2 separate regions of the Callithrix jacchus genome follow, and region 2 is linked to region 1. The links are chromatin contacts, called in public Hi-C maps. All regions are on one chromosome and are shown on one strand. Each heading gives the region's core, a stretch centred on a gene start, on an enhancer-like site or on the middle of the called end of the contact. The rest is flanking DNA. Distances are from core to core; before and after follow the strand shown.

Region 1 (2,608 bases), core at 53-2,552:
TAGAGCTCAGGAGATACAGGCACAAGTCCTGGCTGTGTGTCCTGGGACAAGTTACCTAACATCTCTGAGCTGCATTTTTCTGCCGACCTCACAGAATAAGTGTGTGTAAAATAACTCAGCAAACTGTAGAGTGCGTTGTGGTCTGCCTGAAGGTATCACAGCTGCTGTGCGTGCCTGCCTGGCCCACTGGCCCCTTGAGGACGGGCACTGTCACCTGATTAGACGATTCCTCTGGCTTCTTAAGACTCAAGGTGCCTGGCCTCCTTCAGGGTCTTGGAAGCCTTTGTGGCAGTCCCCCACCTCTACCCCACCCCTAGCCACCTACCCCAGGAACCTTCCCCAGGACTGGTGACCCTGTGGAAATTGCCCAGTACCCTCTCTGCCAGCTCCTGTCTGTACCCTCAGCCTAGGAAGGATGATTACGTGGTGACCCTTCTGTGTCTATGAAAAGGGCGATTCCAGTGGTTCACACCCATAATCCCAGCACTTTGAGAGGCCAAGGCAGGCAGATTACAAGGTCAGGAGTTTGAGACCAGCCTGGCCAATATGGTGAAACCCTGTTTCTACTGAAAATTATGAAAATTAGCTGGGCGTGGTGGTGTATAGTCCCAGCTACTGGGGAGGCTGAGGCAGGAGAATCTCTGGAACCTGGGAGGCAGAGGTTGCAGTGAGCTGAGGTGGTGCCACTGTACTCCAGTCTGGGCAACAGAGTGAGACCGCATCAAAAAAGAAAGAGAGAGAGAGAGAGAGGGAGGGAGGGAGGGAGGGAGGGAGGGAGGAAGGAAGGAAGAGAAAGAAAGAAAAAAAGAGAGAGAGAAAGAAAGAAAGAAAGAAAGAAAGAAAAAGAAAGAGAAAGAAAGAAAGAAAAAAAAAAGGGTGACTCTGTCTGAAAAGTGAGGAAGCAAAGAGGGGCTGCTGGCTGGTGGGTCAGATGGGAGTGGGCTCCCTGACCCTGTCTGTTTCACAGTTTGAGTCCCTCTTCTCCATCCTGTGTGGCCACAGGCTGCCTCTCGTACCAGCCTGACAGTATTGTCCTGCAAACACTGGTCTCTTGGGGTGAGGACACACTGCCCCCTCAGGCTGGGAGCCCCAGGCAGAGGCCATGCTGGCCCCTTTCCCCCTCGCATGGGCCCCACCTGGGACGGCAGGTATCAGAGCCCAGGTTGGGTGATTTGGCCTGAGCAATCACTTGCCTCCAGGTAAGACAGTGAGCCCAGCAGGCTTTTGGTTTGGTTTTGTCTTCTTATCCAAGAACCGAAGGCCTGTTTTACAATCCCGTGGCCCCTTTCTTCTGACTAGAGAGGCAAGCAGGGCTTCCTCCGTGTGCCCTCACACTGACTTAACGAGCAGGCCCATCGGAGAGACCGGTCTGTTGAAGGGGCCACCGGCCAAGGAGGCAATCCGCCCGGTGGCCCTTCCCGCTGCAGGCACACAGAGCGGCTCCCGCGGGGCTGAGCAGAGGCAGTGGCTCCCGATCCTCCTGCAGCATCAGCACCGCCCCTGCCGGCCGCGGCCGAGAGCCCAGGACCTGGCGGACAGGAGAAGCCGCACCCTTGGCTCAGCACAAAGCCCACAGCACCGTCCCCGGTGCACAGACGCGGTCACACGCACCCCCGTCCACACACAGCCAGAGGAAATCGGACGGGTGAGCAACGATGGCTGGCTTTGAATAAACACAATCAGCGACTTCAGACCTCTGGGGACAAGGTGCCTTTTCTGGGCCGCGAGACGCACCGTGCCAGAGGCGAGACCTGTTGAGACCAGACTCTGCCCGCTCCCCAAAGTGAGGCTGAGCACCGAGCGGTGGCCTGGCGCCCCCTGCCGGTGAACTTTGTCTGGCACACCAGGTTCACGGTGAATAAACTGGGGGTGCCGCCTCCTCTGTGCTGGGCCCTGTGGGTTGGAAGAATTTCTCCTGCTCCCTCCTTTTCGTCTAGGGGATCAGGGTAATTTACTTCAGTTCATTCTCCCAGAGGCAGGATTATCTCTGTCGTGTAAAAGGAAAAATGAGGCTCAGAGAACTTAAGCACATTTCCCAGGATCACACAGCATGTTGCGGGCAGCTCCAGTAGAGGCGCTGGCCTCGATGCTGGGCCAGTGTTCTATCAGACACTTCGGGGGGTAGCGTACTAGGGATCACTGCGGGAACTGAAGTCCAGAAGGGGCCTGGATCAGCCCTCCCCTTAAGGAGCTCCCACTCTCCAGGGAGACCAGCCAGATGAGACTACCAAGAAGTCACACCCCTGCCTTCCCACAGGGAGCAGTGCAGGATTTAGGTGGAAGTCAAGTAGCATGAAGGTGAAGGTTGGAGGGCTCCGGAAGCCAGGCCAGGCTGGGTTCTCCAGCAGGGAGTGGGTGCCCAAGCCCAGGGTCACCGCCTTCTTGGTGGAGTCTCCTACGCCATCCTTCCCTGTGCTCAGCCCCTCCAGGATCATGAGGCCCACCCACTTGTCCTGCTGGGAGGGCCCTCTTTCTCCTTGAGAATGTACAGGTTGAGACAATGTCTGTATCTTGCTTTTTCTGGGCCAGGCCACCTCGGTCCCCATTCTCCTGGGCGTTCCTGGGATTCAGGAAGTGAGGTCTTTGAAATGAATGTTCGGGCTGCAAT
Region 2 (2,608 bases), core at 79-2,578, 170 kb before region 1:
CTTAGAAGGGCCTCTCGAAGGTCTATTGGCCCACTTCCCTGCAGTGTTCAGGGCTGATCCCTCTCTTCTCTCCAAAGCGTTTCATCCTATCCTGGAGCTTCTAAGGCATTTCACTGTATAACTCATGCTAGTGGACAAAAGGCAGGTAGGGCCTCCCTTCTTCCTCCCATCTAGCCCAATACCTCCTAATGCAATTTAGGAATGAAATCATTTTCTCTAGTTTGCTTTCCAGGACGAAAGGATATTTTTTTCCTTTTTCCTTTCTTTTCCCACCATATCTGTTTATTTTTTCTTCAATATCCTAATTGATCCTCCTTTTCTCCTTCCCTTCCCCAAGGCTTTAGGAACTACCCCTACCCCTCTCTCTGTGCCCCTGTCTCTATCTTTTCTCTTCAGATGATATCCTAGCCATTTGGGCAGCCCCTCCCACACCCCACCCTCGCCCAGACATCTCAGCCCTGCTCAGTGCTCGCCTCGGGCACAGACCTTATCTCTGCCCACCACACTGTAGCTCCTGCTGCCATCCTAGGAAGACTGAAACCAAACAGCCGGAGTGAGCCTGCAGGCTGGATCCCACTGGCTGGCTGACCCAGCTGCCTGCTCTGAGAGAAGTAGGATGAGGGGACAGGTGGAGGCTGAGGCCACCCTCCCAGCTCCTCTGACAAATGCCAGGACCTGGTAGAAACTTCTCCCATTCCACAGGATAGATACTACTAGCTCTCCTGGCCCCAAACCCCTCACCTTGATGGCATTGGCCTCATTGCCAGAAAAAATTCCAGGGCAAGTGGAGGCAATCTGCCTGGAAAACAAACCCAGTGCGGAGCCACCGCAGGATGGGCCAAAGGATTTAGGTGTAATCCCAAAACTTGCAGCGCGGATGAACCTGGTAAATCAGGAGGCACTTGTTGCTCTAAGTGGCCTGGCCTTGTGCTGGCGGCTTCCTGTTTGCTTTTGCCCCCTTCCCCCTCCCGATGAGCAGGGGATGAAGGGGGTGGGAGTGGTCAGGAAAGGAGGGCAGGCAGCTGGAGGGGGAGTGATGGACTGATTGAACTGAACATGAACCATCCCTCTGCCTGGCTGTACCTCTTGACCCGTCTCAGACTAGAAGGCCTCACTGATACTCCAGGCCAGGCAAGCCGGGGGAAGAGCAACAAGATATAGTCCAGAAGCACGGTCAGACTTTTTAAGCACCTTCATTTATTAATCCATTTTATTCCTCTGGCAGCTCTGGACAGGCCCAAGGTGAAAGATGGGCCTGGAGTCCGCAGGGGCCCCTGAGTCCGTGTGCATCCCTCCCAGCACATGGGCTCCCTGGGCCCCTGGAGTCTGCTGCCTCTTGCATTAGGGACCACCCCCATAGAGAAAGGTGCCTTCTGTTGCTCCAGAGAGACTTCCAGAAGCTTCCACATGCTGGCCTCATATTGAGGTGCTTGAGAACATGGACTCTGGTTCAAAATCTGGCTCTGCCCTCTACCAACTGTGGTACCTTGGCCAAATTCCTTAGCCTCTCTGAGCCTCAGAGGTAATAATACCTGCCTCACAGGGCTGTTAGGGTGACTAATTGAATTATTTTATTTTATTTTGAGACAGTGTCACTCTGTCACCTGGACTGGAGTGCAGTGGCATAATGTCGACTCACTGCAAACTTTGCCTCCTGGGTTCAAGCGATTCTTCTACCTCAGCCTCCCAAATAGCTGGGATTGCAGGCACCTGCCACTATACCCAGCTAATTTTTGTATTTTTAGTAGAGACGAAGTTTCACCATGTTGGTGGGACTGATCTCGAAGTCCTGACCTCAGGTGATCTACCTGCCTTGGCCTCCCAAAGTGCTGGGATTACAGGTGTGAGTCATCGTGCCCAGCCTAATTGAATTAATATTTAGGAAACGCTTAGAGCAGTACCTGATACATAGTAAGTCCTGTGTTAGTGTTTGCTAAATAGATTGGTCCCAGCTCTGAAATATGCGATTACACAGCTGCCAGCCCATCTTGCAGGTTTGGATAGCCCTTGTGGGCTCCCTAGACCTCTTCTTCTCCAAGCTCTTCATTTGCTCAATAAATATTAATGGAACACTCTCCATGTGCCTCTGTGTTTGGCCTTGGGTTGGCTGTGTGAACAAAACAAAATGGTCCCAGTGCTCATGGGATTTATGGTCAATGCACAAATCAATACATAATGTCGAATCACGCTGTGTGCTACCAAAGAACCAAAAAATAAGACACTGCAAGAGAATAACAGGGTGAACCTACTCGGGGTGTCGGGGGCTAAGAAGGGTCTGTATGGGAAATCACCTTTGACCCAGATCTGAAGGATGAGAAGGAGCAGGTCTAGGAGTTGGGTGGTAGGAAAGTGTATTCCAGGTAGTGGGACAAGCATGTGTGGGGGCCCCTGGGCAAGCAGGGGGATGACATGTAGCAGAAATGGGAGGAAAGCCTATGTGGCTAGCGCCAGGGACTGAGGGGCTGTGAGAGAAGAAGTCGGGGAGGCGGGTGCATATTTAGGATTTGGGGTCACACGCTAAGTAGAATGTAAAAGATGAAAGGGCTTTAAGCAGTGGTGTGGCATGATCCCATTTGACAGGAAGAGCCCGTCTGGCTGTCAGGTAGGA

The links. Hi-C and Micro-C count contacts between places; a contact is called where the count stands out from the background.
Region 2: a Hi-C map of induced pluripotent stem cells shows a contact between it and region 1, with 2.5 times the contacts expected there. The contact joins two enhancer-like sites. A contact is called at or near these places in 2 of 3 Hi-C or Micro-C datasets (induced pluripotent stem cells and skeletal muscle).

What each region holds. Positions count from the first base shown.
Region 1 is chr19:30,319,210-30,321,817 of calJac240_pri, reverse strand. No RefSeq gene overlaps it. Among named protein-coding and RNA genes, the nearest start is that of BTG2, 37 kb to the left of the region's middle. Within about 2 kb of position 1,302, at least 14 of the 16 cell types and tissues checked have an H3K27ac peak or open chromatin away from gene starts, as enhancers often do.
Region 2 is chr19:30,487,346-30,489,953 of calJac240_pri, reverse strand. No RefSeq gene overlaps it. Among named protein-coding and RNA genes, the nearest start is that of PRELP, 40 kb to the left of the region's middle. Within about 2 kb of position 1,328, at least 2 of the 16 cell types and tissues checked have an H3K27ac peak or open chromatin away from gene starts, as enhancers often do.